3 separate regions of the Mus musculus genome follow, and all the other regions are linked to region 3. The links are chromatin contacts, called in public Hi-C and Micro-C maps. All regions are on one chromosome and are shown on one strand. The core of a region is the stretch at or near the end of the contact, and the rest is flanking DNA. Distances in the headings are between cores, read along the strand shown. Region 1 holds the start of D330022H12Rik (a long non-coding RNA gene). Region 2 has its middle 48 kb from the start of Srl. Region 3 holds the start of Zfp597 (zinc finger protein 597).

Evidence for each region. Hi-C and Micro-C count contacts between places; a contact is called where the count stands out from the background.
Region 1: a contact with region 3 is called in a Micro-C map of embryonic stem cells, with 5 times the contacts expected there. The contact joins the promoter of D330022H12Rik here to the promoter of Zfp597 in region 3. A contact is called at or near these places in 1 of 484 Hi-C or Micro-C datasets (embryonic stem cells) and 1 of 115 datasets of contacts at active chromatin or transcription factors (pancreatic cancer cells).
Region 2: a Hi-C map of regulatory T cells shows a contact between it and region 3, with 3 times the contacts expected there. The contact joins the enhancer-like site here to the promoter of Zfp597 in region 3. A contact is called at or near these places in 1 of 484 Hi-C or Micro-C datasets (regulatory T cells) and 1 of 115 datasets of contacts at active chromatin or transcription factors (embryonic stem cells).

The regions. Positions count from the first base shown.
Region 1 is chr16:4,591,686-4,595,705 of GRCm38.p6, forward strand. D330022H12Rik (a long non-coding RNA gene) reads right to left here and starts at 2,570. Exons shown (of 2, transcript XR_875867.3): 1 at 1,747-2,570; 2 at 1-1,032. Glis2 (GLIS family zinc finger 2) reads left to right here and starts at 3,028. Exons shown (of 7, transcript NM_031184.3): 1 at 3,028-3,250.
Region 2 is chr16:4,473,069-4,477,249 of GRCm38.p6, forward strand. It overlaps a transcript of Srl not described here. Among named protein-coding and RNA genes, the nearest start is that of Srl, 48 kb to the right of the region's middle. Within about 2 kb of position 2,118, at least 299 of the 459 cell types and tissues checked have an H3K27ac peak or open chromatin away from gene starts, as enhancers often do. A contact at or near this core is called in embryonic stem cells and regulatory T cells, where this site is marked.
Region 3 is chr16:3,869,390-3,873,896 of GRCm38.p6, forward strand. Zfp597 (zinc finger protein 597) reads right to left here and starts at 2,985. Exons shown (of 3, transcript NM_001033159.2): 1 at 2,670-2,985; 2 at 1,761-1,887. The coding sequence starts at 2,702. It also overlaps a transcript of Zfp174 not described here and a transcript of Naa60 not described here.

The sequences.
Region 1 (4,020 bases), core at 1,320-3,819, 720 kb after region 3:
GCTGTCCTGGAACTCACTCTGAAGACCAGGCTGGCCTCGAACTCAGAAATCCGCCTGCCTCTGTCTCCCGAGTGCTGGGATTAAAGGCGTGTGCCACCATGCCTGGCTGCCTCCTACTAATTTATAAAACCTCGTTATCAATGAAGGTTGAGGTGGAGTGGGGGAGGGGGGAAGTTGAGGTGGGGGTGGGGCACACCTTTAACCCCAACACTAGTGAAGCAGTGGCAGGCCCATCTTTGAGGCCAGCTACACAGAGACCCTATGTTGAAAAACAAAACAAGCAACCACAACAAAACCACTGACTATGTCAATGTCCCTTTGCCTCAGTTTCCACTTTTGTAAAATGGGAATAATGGGAGTTACTCTTGAAGTTGTTGGGAATACAGTGAAAAATGTAGAGAGAAAATAGTACAGAGAGAGAAGTGGTCTCCTTGAGGATGGGTATTTAGGATAGAATCTTGTATCCCCAGCCAGCTTTAAAATCCAGACACTCCTAGCTCAGCCCACTGAGGACCAGCTGCCTGGATTGAGGCCTGAGTTACTTCTACACCTAATTTAGCAGTCTGTCTTCACTCCTTTTTATTTACGTATTTATTTAGTTTTTTTTTTTTCTGACACAGGCTCACTCTATGTGGCCCTGATTGTCTTGGGACTTGTTATGTAAACCAGGCTGGCTTTGAACACATTATTTTTAAATGCTGATAAAGATCTCACTTTATACATAGCCCAGGTGGCCCTGGAATTCACTATGTAATTCAGGCCAACCTCCAACTTGTGGTGGTCCTCCCAAGTGCTGGGATTTCAGGCTTCTGTGTTTAATCTTGTTGGTTTTGCAGAAAACATCCAAATTTTGTTTACTTTTTTCTCTCTCAGTAGTTACGAGGACACCAGCTAGGTTGTGAAACTGGACCAGGCTTGACATCTAAGGGACCACTTGCCTAGTTTATAGTAAGTGTACCTCCATGTTCCCAGATTGCAGTGAGGAGGGGTCATGCCTCACCACCCAGCCTTGGATTCCAGTCTGAATTCTCCCTGGGAACAAAACAAAGAAAAACACTCTGAAGTTTCTTAGGCTCAAGCATTCCTCAACTGAGGTTGTTGGCCTTTTGTCGCTAAAATGGCACAGCACCTGGTGTCCCCCAATGATACTTTTTTCCCCCGTTATCAGGGACTGAACCTAGGAACACGTGCTGAACTACTTTAGCTCCTGAATAAGCTTTTTTTTTTCCTTTTTCTAAACAGATTTATACTAACTAGTACACCAGTTTCACACTACCGATGTGCCTCAGTTCCTGTAGTCAGCTTAGGTGAGATACTGCACTAGGGCTGGGTTAACAGAATAACAGAATAACTAAATTGCAGATTCAAGATGCCGGGAGAGGGCGCTTTGCAGTCCCTCGCCTCAGACTCTAGTGATGTTCGGCGGCCCTTTAACAGCCTCTTCCTGGAAGCAAGCTTTAGGTCCCAGAGCTGGCCTTCTCCGGGTCCATCTGCCAGCTAATATTTAACCCGGCAGCACTGCGACATTATCCACACAGGGGAAATGGGGGTGGGGGGGCATTATCCCCGCCTTACTCCTGGTGAACCGACCTCTTCCTAAATCCCTTTCATGTATTAAAAGATCATAAGAATCTAATATGTGTCTTCGTTCAAACCGAAGCACCCATCATGACTACATAATCAGTTAAGAGCACTGACTACGTATCCATTTGATCACCACATCAGGAGCACCAATTATGTGCCTACCTTCGCACCAGACCAGGAGCGTGTGCCAAGAGCAGTGCCTGGGAATGGGGATGCCCCATGATCAAGATTCATGTCTTGATGTGGCTCTGGCGCAGACCGAGGCATCAAATGCCCGAATAACAGATTTCCAACCCGGAGTCAGTACTTCACCTACTGGTGATGCTGACTTTGAAGTGCCTTTTCGTTTCCTGAGTTCAAGTCCAACTTCGGATCAGGAGGGCTGTCTTTTTGAACTGAGATTTGTCACCAGACAGGTAAAAAGATATTAGGCGTGGACTCAAGACTCGCCCAAAGAAAACACTAAAGAACGCCAAGTCTGAGCTTCCCAGGAAAAGGTGGGAAACAGCTTGGCTGCGGTGTGCAAGCGTTACTGACTTACATCCACTTTTCAGTGACCAACTCATTGAACTTACTGACGCCAAGTGCGATGACCCCGGCGGCGCTCAGATTAGGGGACCCAGGTTGTCCAGGCGGATGTCACCAAGATAACGGAATCCTGGATTGGTTGTGCCAGGCCTTGTGCTTATTTCACCAGGAGGGCAACTGAGGCTGAAGACAAGGCAAAGCTGGAAGAGAGAAGCGTGGCCTCGAACCTGTCGGAATTGAAAGGCCTTTGCCTGCGCGGTCCTGGATCTGGACTGGGCGGGGAAATCAGGGCCTTCCAAGAGGCATTTCTATCACCTCCGCGGCAGCCAAGGGCCGCGGGGGCCCTGGCCAAGGTGACCCCGCAGGGGGAGGCGAGGGTCCCCGCCCCTCGCCCGCTGCGGCCGCCTCCATCTTCCCGGTCCTTGGGGCTTTTCCTCCTGGCCGGTTCGCCCGCCCCTCTCCCAGGCTTCCCCCAGGGGCGGGATATCTCGCCCTGCCCCCCGCCCCCCAGGCCTTGTCCTAGCGCTGCCCTCGGGCTGGGGGCGGGACCGCGGCAGGCGGGGATGGGGGGGGGGGGAGTCGAGGAGGACGCGCGTCTCTGCCGTGGCGGGGCTCCCTCCTTCGCTCCCCCTTCCCTCCGGTGCCCGCTCCTGCGGCCGTCCGCTCTCCTCCCCTCCCCGGGCCCAGCCTCCCCCCACCCCCACCCTCCACCCCCCGCGCACGCTCCGTCTGGCAGCTGGCGCTCCGGGCCTGGGGCCGCAGTAGTGAGAGGGGTTTGTAGGGAGGGCGGGAGCGAGCGAGCGAGCCGCGAGGGAGGGAGGGAGGGAGGCCGCCCCCCGCGCCCCTCCTCTTCGCCCTCCTCCAAGGCCGCCAGTCCCTCCTCCCACCCCCTCCCTCCTCTCCTCTCCTCCCTCCCTTGCAAAGACATCCCCGCACAGCCCGGCCGCCGCGGCCACCTTCCCTGCCCCGAGCTGCAGATGTGGCGGAGCGGCCGGGTGCCGCGCGGCGCCAGGGGAGCCCGTGCCCCGTAAGCCTCGCGCCCCGGCCCCCGCCCGCCCCGGCCCTCCCCCTCGCCCGCTCCCCGCTGCCCCAGGACCGCCGGAACCCGCAGCCGGAGCCAGTCAGCCCGGCAGCCGAGGTAGGAAGCCCCCGGGCGTCGCGCCGGGAGGACGCGGGCTGGGCCAGGGACTTGCCTGGTGCGCGGGGCAGCGTAACCAGAGGGTCGCCTCCCCCTCCCGCGTCCGCGCCTTGCTCCGGGCCATTGTGAGCCCTCGCTGAGGCCCCTGCGCTCGTTGGTTTTGCGCTCTCCCTTTCTCGCCGGCTCCCTGGCTGGGTCCTTCGATTTCACCGTCTTTTTTCTCTTTCCTTCCCTCCTTCTGTTTGGGGGCCGAGCTGAACTGTGGCCCGGCCCGGGGCGGGCGCAAACTTCACTGGGGAAGTTGGGCGTCTTCAGTAGGGGTGCTCTGCGAGGTGAGAGGGGGCCACCCGAAGCCTGGGCATGAAGTTGTATGGGGCATCTGGCAGCCACCTTTGCTCACCGGTGAGCTCGGGTTATTTGGAAGGTACCCTCCCTTTCTGGGTAAAGTCCTGCTCTCACTACCCTTAACAAGCCTTGGGGGAGGCAGAGAGGGGGGCGTCCCTTGATTCAGCACTAGGAGTTGGAATATTGTGTAGCCTTTGGTCCACTCCTGAAGGGTGGATGGAAGCAGGTGAGGGACCTGGCTGGATGGAGAGGGTGAGTGATTGCATCCTCAGGATGGGTCTGGAAAAGAGGTGACGAGGCAGGTGCATCCCCCTCCTACCAGGATGATGCTTGCACCTCCCCGCAGGCCCCCTAGGATGGGGCTGGAATCCAGGCTGGCACCTGGACGCCTTGGCACACTGCCCTACCCAGTGGGATACTCAGGC
Region 2 (4,181 bases), core at 868-3,367, 600 kb after region 3:
TACTCTTTTAACCTAAAGATGGCCTATTCAAGCCATCAGGGGAAATGCCAACCCACGTGGGGCTTCATGCAGATGTCCTGTAGCTGCCCCTAGACAAGTCCCAGGAGTAAATAAAAAGAAAAGCAAAAGTCCTTTGGTGAGCGCTGCCATGTAATGTGGCTCTTTTGTTCTCCACAGACCTGCCCGGGAAGCCACACTTGAAGTCTCTGCCTCCTAGAGCTCGGTGAGCTAACCCTGACCCTGGTGGACCCTGACACACACTGCTCTGAATTCAGATCCCTGTCACAGGGCTTGTTCCAAACAGAATCGAATTAATTTTATTTCCTGATGAGGATGTCTGAAGGAGAGGGTGCCTCACACATGGTAATCAAGTGCTCTGCCTACATTCCAAGGCGATGACTGTTTGATTTGTTTTTGGTTTACCTACTTATTTTGAAACAGGGTCTCTATGTAGTCCAGCTGTCTTGGAACTCGCTATATATACTAGGCTGACCTCAAATTCACAAAACTCAGCCTGATTCTGCCTTCTCTTTCTTTAATTCTACTACTAAAGGCATGGGCTACCACAGCCAGTGCTGGCTTCTTGAGGAAACTACTACAGAATCTCTTATGTCCTTTCAGATCCTAAAATTGATGATTTGGGGAACAGCTCAAAGAATTCCAATGTAACCACAGTATTACCCCTGTATATATATCATATTATGGTATCCACAGTATTACCCCTGTATATTATATTACGGTATCCACAGTATTACCCCTGTATATATACATCATATTACGGTATCCACAGTATTGCCCCTGTATATATATATATATATATATTATAGTATCCTATAGCTGCCATTTCCATCTCACTGGGGGCAGGAGGAGCGGTGATTCCCCTCATACTGAAGTGGAGGAAAATAGCAGAGCTTCATTGTCTTTTGATTTGTTTTGGTTTTTTGAGATAAGAGCTTCTCTGTCCTGGAACCCTGTCTTAGTCAGGGTTTCTATTTCTGCACAAACCTCATGGCCACGAAAGGGTTTATTCGGCTTACTCTTCCACACTGCTGTTCATCACCAAAGGAAGTCAGGACTGGGAGTCAAGCAGGTCAGAAAGCAGGAGCTGATGCAGAGGCCATGGAGGGATGTTCATTACTGGCTTGCTTCCCCTGGCTTTTTTTTTTTTCAAAGATTTATTTATTCATTATATGTAAGTACACTGTAGCTGTCTTCAGACACTACAGAAGAGGGCGTCAGATCCTGTTACGGATGGTTGTGAGCCACCATGTGGTTGCTGGGATTTGAACTCCTGACCTTCGGAAGAGCAGTCGGGTGCTCTTACCCACTGAGCCATCTCACCAGCCCTCAGCCTGCTTTCTTATAGAACCAAGACTACCACACCAGACTCCAGACTGTGTCAACTCAAGTTGACACAAAACTAGCCAGTACAAACCCGATCTGTAGACCAGGCTGGCCAGAACTCACAAAGATCCACCTGCCTCTCAAGTGCTGGGATTAAAGACATGCGCCACCACTTTAGGCTAAAGCTTTGTGGCTAATGACAGAGGAGGTCAGCTTAAATTTCAAGCTCCTAGGATCATCTCTTAAAATCCTCACTTCCTGTTTTAGCTGGGGGCTGGCCCAGGAGAAAATAGCCCTCTAAAAACAGCAAGCACCAAATTCTCTAGGATGTACTGTCCACAGCATATAACTCTGAGCAAGTTCAAGGCCTCCTGGGTCCTAAATCAGAATTTTGCAGATCCTCTCAGGGCTTCAAAGTTGTCAGTTCCACAGCTTCCGAAGGGCAGAGCCTCAGCAACACCGGCCTTCAGGACACAGCCTTGTCCCCTGGGTAACTCGGCTGGCTTCAGGCTCCTAGACGTCCTCTGGCTGGAGGGTGAGGGGGACTGCTTGGAAGGGCCAGGTGCATCGGCCTCTTTAGCCTCACCGCTTGGTCTCCGGAGCTGCAAGGCGGCTGGCGCTGAGGTAATGGCGTGCAACTACCTCACGTCCCACTAGATCTCGGATACAAGACAGAGCTCGGACTCGGACACGAAGGAGTTGAGGGGACTTTGAGCCTCGAAAAGATCTTGGGACCGGCTGCCCAGTCACCGCCCACTCGAGACTCAGTGTAGACTCAGGAAGCACCGCGAGGTTCCACGTCTGCGCATGCGCTGTGCCAGCACGACAGCACCGAGAGATGGCCGCTAGGGAGCGCGACGGAGCAGTGCGGTCGTGCGCATGCGCACCAAGACTGCTGCCTTGTGAACTGCTTCCTGTGCCTGAGACCCAGCTTGCAACCCTCTCTGTGGCTGGTGCCTGTAGGGCCACGGCCAGTGGCTGCACCGTAGGTGGTGACCCCCACCTCAGGAAGACAAATTTGAGTGAATGAAAAGCCTGGCTTGAGAGACGTTCAGTGAGGAGCTCCACTCCCCCCACTTTCAGGACCCGGGTTCAGAACTGGCCTCACTTTCCTCATTAAGATCAGGAGCCGAACTGGGGAAGAAGGCCAAGGCCAGGCACAGCCACAGGGTTTCCGGTAGTGATAGAGGAACCAGATTTGGCCACAGACAGGATGCCAGTTGCAACCCATGCATTCCAGAAGTGCATCTCTCCACCTGTGGCCTTGCGGAATGGGGAGGTGGAGGACCAACAGCAGTCCCATGTCCTCACAGGGCCGCAGGGGCAGAAACACATCACAACATCGCATCCTTGCTTTCACAAACACTGCCAGGTGTTAACTGGCTTCGTGAGGTGGAATATGCCAAAATGTCACAGAAACCAGAGACGGGGCGTGGACTGGGCTTTTTTAGTGCCTATGTGGATGCAAGGTCCAACCAGGTCTTACAGACAGGGCCAGGCTGATAGACTAAGCTTCTCCAGGTCCTTAGCTCTTAGGAATGGGACAGAGTTAAGGGAAGACAGCAGGCCCAGGGGCAGGCAGGAAACTCCTGCTGGATCTTCAGTTTCTTCATGCTGTCCTCTGCCCAGGAACTTTAAGTGGCCTAGACTCCCTGGACTTTTTCATCTGCCCTATCCATCACCCCCGCCACACAAGCGTTCGTCTCCCCCAGGACCCCGTCCTACACTCATGTCCAGCCTTCAGTGTAGCTGAAGTTGCACTCCCTCCCTAAGTCTGACCTCCTTTTCTGGTATTCTAGGGAAGAGTCCTGACTCTATGGAAATACCCTTTTCAACAAAGGTAATACATTACTGTTCAAACAAAAATTTAATGATTTCAGTTCATTGGTTCTTTACAAATGAGAAAAAGGAAAACTACTGGGGGCCTGCAGCAGGAAAACCACTTTAATCCAGGCATTCCAGACCATCCTGGCGACATAGCAAGACCGCATCTCAAAACAAGTGGGTAAGAAAATCTTCTGTACTGGTGATAATATGATTTGGAAAACATCGTCTTATTCCTGGGGTCTTTCCTGATCACTGCCCCTCCTATGCCTTGAATCCCCACTACACAGTTACTTCCCGAGGTCAGAAATGATACCCTGTAAATCTGAAAAGTTCCAAATATTTTGAAATAGTACTGAGAAAGTCACTAGCACTAGAATTAATGGAAATATAACAGATATTTTCATACTCTTCACAAAATCATCTTTTGTTGGTTTGGGTTTCTGTTTTGTGATGTTTTTGTTGTTGTTGTTGTTGTTGTATTTTTCTTATGTGCTGTTTTTTTGTTTGGTTGGTTGGTTTTTGGTTTTTCGAGACAGGGTTCCCCTGGCTGTCCTGGAACTCACTCTGTAGACCAGGCTGGCCTCGAACTCAGAAATCCACCTGCCTCTGCCTCCCAAGTGCTGGGATTAAAGGCGTGCGCCACCATGCCCGGCATTTATGTGCTGTCTTGTGTTTGTTTTTGAGGTAGTCTCAAACTATAGCCTCCTGAGTGCTGGGCTTACAGACACAAGCCACCACACCAAGTTCACAATCACCTTTATTAGTGTTTGAGAAATGCGTACTATGAACTCTGGGGTAATGCTCCAGATGAGCACACATCAGCTACAGTAGTTAGACCTAGGGGTACATACCTGTAATCCTACCCCATGGGAAGCTGAGACAGGGGGACGGACCATGCATTTGAGGACAGACTAGGCTACATAGCAAGTTCAAGGTCATCTTGGGCTACATAGTGAGATTCTATCTCAAAAAGATCTTTTTCTAATGTACATGTTTCTTAAGATTTTTCT
Region 3 (4,507 bases), core at 1,735-4,234:
AGCAAAGAAAGTAGCAAAAGAGCTATTATATATATTTATAAATATATATAAATGTCCTATTATTTATATTATGTTCATAAACATGTGTTTGGTTACTGTTGTCTACGCTGAAGCCTATGCAGGTGCAGTGACTGTGGGTTCCCTGGTGGAGAGTTCTTCTGCAGGTCAGTAGGTGACACTGAGACTGATGAGGGCAGCAGGTAAGAGCCAGGTGGACAAGGGTGAGCATCAGGAAGGCAGAGTGCTGAGGGAGCAGAAGTAGGACGGGGGAGGGGCTCCTGTAGGCTGGCTATTGAAGATAAGAATAATTCTGGAGAGACTCGAATGAAGGATAGGAAGGAGTGTTAAAATCATCCACCAGCATCTCAGCCAAGTGTGGCCACTTGGGGTTCCTGGTACAAAGTGTTTCTGTGAGTTCACGTATGACAAAAAGAAACAGAGATGAGCTGAAAGGATATGCTGAGAAAGTTGGCAAAAAAGAACCAAGGGGACCCTGGGTTGTTAAGTATAAACATACACACACACACATATATATACACACATACACACATACATACATACACATACACACACACATACACACACACATATATACACTACATACACACACACATATATAATATACACACAAACATACATACACACACATATATATACACATATATACACATACACACATACATACATATATACACACACATACACACACATATATATACACACACACATACACACACACACATACATACACACACATATATAATATACACACATACACTTACATACATACACACACATACACACACATATAATATACACACACATACATACACGCACACATATATATACACATACATACACATACACACACATATATAATATACATACATACATACATACACACATACATACATACATACATACACACATATATTCAAGAAGATAGAGGATAACATGAACATGGCAGAAGTGGAAAATATAAGTCATGAATTTTGAAAAATAGTTTAGATGTCTATGCAGGCATAGGGATACTGCATATGGTTACTCTTACGTTAGAAAGGCAAAATACCCCCTTAAGAGAAAATCTGTTTCTAATCTTTAGCAAATGACAAGTCTCTATGTTAATGAAGTTTTCTGAGTAAAATTAATTTGACTCCAACAATTATTTAAGGAAATTACAAGGTACTGGCACATATATGAAACCATGGTCACTATTGTTGACTGAATTTCTTTTAAGAAATCATTTCAGGGCTAGGAAGATGGCTCAGCATATAAAATGTTTACAGTGTAAGCTAAGAACAGGAATTTGGATCCCCAACACCCAGAAAAAGCCAGGTAGATGTTGTGGCCCACCTTGTTATCCTGGCACTCAGGATATGGAGACAGGGGATCCCAAGGCAAGCTAGCTAACTAGACTTCAGTAAGTAGAGTGGAGAACAAATGAGAAAGTCACCTGACATCACCACTGGCCTGCACACTAATGCATGTGCACTGGCCCTCATGCTCACACAAGGGAAAACATTATCTGACTCTGACACTTGTTCTCTCCTACAAGTTCTTGCTATAGCTATAGAAATCCACATATACATGTGATTTTGATAGATAGATAGATAGATAGATACGTATACATAATACACAATATGTGTGTGTGTGTGTGTGTCACAGATAGGTCTCAATCCACCACCAGTGTGGACAAGGCATACAATGTTCATCCTAGAACTGATGAAAGTTCCATAATGCAGGAGAAACAACTGTCTTACCTATCGAGTCCAAATTCTCAAAACTCTTCAATGGGGCTTCTCTGCTGAGGGTCTTCTGAGCAGGGTGCAGACTCACACATTCCTCTTGAGAAAAATACACATCCAGATCTTCAAATAGCAGTGGTCTCTGAAACAGAAGCACTGTTGTTAGTATAAAAAGCTAGCAGGTCAGTTGAGTGTCCTGGAAGGCTGAAAAGAGCTAAACCCCTCCGCATTCTAAGGCGAAAAGGCTTGGTGTAAAATATTCCTCCCTGGGGGAACTCTATGGCTTGAATAGGGTGGGGGAGAGAGCATAAACATAAATTTTCAAACAGTGGTGTGAGAATCAAGAAGTACACCGTGAGAACGTAGTCTTTCCTGAAAAGATAAGTGAACAATTCTTGGGGAGAGAAATTATTTCGGATTCTCTAAGAAGGGAGGGGAAGGGGGGGGGGACGACACTGGCCAGCCCAGTAAGAATCCTGAGAAATAGTTTTTAGGAGTTTCCTAACATCATTCTTTGCTAGTTTGTGTTTCTTTTTCATCAGTGATTGCTCAGCTACACACACACACACACACATCACGACCACCACCACCTAAAGCTCTAGTTCTCTCCTAAGTTTACTGTTCCTGTAAACCCATAGAGCTTTTGGTGTAAAATTCACCTGGGTTTTAATTATCATTATTCAACAGGTGTGAAGCCCAGGAATCTGCCATTTGGAGACGCATTTCAGCAAGATAACTTTGAGAAATTGTTATAGACCCCTGCTAGGGCTCTCCTCCACCTGATGATTCTGAAATGAGGAAGTCGGTAAGCCAAGAAACGTAAGACAGCTTGGTCAAAGGGCTATCTGAGGAGGCGCCTCAGGACCTGCGCGTCTAACTGCCGCCAGGTCAGGACACCTGTAGGAAAATAGCGACACAATTCACCTGCTCATCCGATGTGGGGAGCGTGGACGCCATCTGGGGAAAGGAAGGGCTCCTTAAGTCCCCACGTTTGGACAACACTTCGAGTGGAGAGTCTCCAACTCCGCTGCCAGGCCTTTCCACTTCGCCCTCAAGCTCCTTTGAGAATCTGAGCTGACGGCTTCTTTCTCCAAAACAGCTCTGAAACAGCCACACTCACCAGCCCCGGAGTACCGACAACCTCGCCCAACCCGGCAGAAGCAGCGTGAAGCCACGCCCAGCCGAGACGCGACAAAGGAGGCGGAGGCCACCACAACACTCCCACGCTCCCATGCTCCCCACGCAGTAGCTGCAGGGAAACCGCCGGAAGCGACCCCCCCCATCCATCCTGCATCCTGATTGGCCAGCGTACTCCCGAGGCGGCGGTCCCTCCTTAATGGACCAATTGAGCAGCTTCCCGAGGACCTGAATCGCACCTGGCAACTGAGAGGCTATTCCTGAGCTTCTACAAGCAGCCGTTTCCGGTTCCTCTGGCTGGGTCTCGGTGGTGAGTGCCCCGCCTGTTGATATGTTCAGTCGGAGCAGTAGAATGGTCCCTGAGGGACACGGTGATTCCGAAAGCAGAGACCGGACCACTCTGGAGTCGATCACGGATGGCGGGAACACACAGACGCTGGGGGGGCCGGAGCTTTCGGTAGGAGGGGGTGAGGTGAATGAGAGGCCCCGAGATCCAGGCTTAGCTTGGGCCCAAGCCCAGTCTCAGATGGATTGTGGGGCTACGGTGTGTAAGAGGTTATCTTTGTGCAATCACAAATTCAGGTCAGGTTAGCCTTGTTGCTCGTGTCCGTTCCCGAAGTATTCTAGGGACATGAACCATTGTACCCGACAGGTGTAGTCCAACCAAATGATTGGGGCCCATAGCGGACATCGAGCGGGAATAGACCGCGGATTTCCTTCGCAGGATGTCTGGACCTGCCCTAGTGGCAAATGTTCTTGTAACCAACATTGAGCAGCGAATTGAAGATTCAAAATCATAAAGTCGAGCTCTTTCTAGAACTGTCACTAATTAGATGATCGTGCCAATTTTCCCCCCTTTGGTACTGAGGGTGAAACTACGGTTTCACGCATAGTAGACTTTCTACCACTGAGCTCAGACCCCTATCCTTGTTTTAAACTTTATTTTGAAATGAGGTTGACCCAAGCTAACTCTGAAATCACTGTATAGCCCCAGTAGACCTGCAATTAAGGTCTTGCCTCAGTACCCCTTAGTAGCTAGATCCAAACCCACATCTGGACACCTTTTAACTTTGCTTTCCTCAGCTGCAAAGAGCCCATAGTGCCTCTCTTTGATAATACAGAGGGCAATTTAAACTATTATAAGATGTTAAGTGAAAAGATTCGCCAGATTATGAGAAAGAGTTTGGGGGTCAACAAACAAGATTAGTACCTTGAAAATTCCAAATAAACCCCAGGTCTCTTGTCTCTTTCGTTAGAGATGGAGTCTTACTCTATGCCCTTGGCTGCTCAGAACTTGCTCTGTAGACCAGCCTGGCCTCCAACATCGAACACATCCATTTGCTTCTGCCACCCAAGTGCTGGGATTAGAGATGAGGCCACCCCACCCAGTGCCAACATAATCTGTTATGCTAATGTCAGGTTACTCAGGGATTGGCTGCATGGTTATTAAAACATTTGAGGTGAAGAGTAGTGGGATTTGACAGAATGTCAGGATAGTTTCAACTGCCAACAACAGAATCTAACGAAACAATTAAAGCAGTTGTGTTCATTCTGGGGCTCAGTGGCAGCATACAGGCCCGTGTTTCCTATTAAATATGTTGATAATGCCAATGGAACACAGCTAC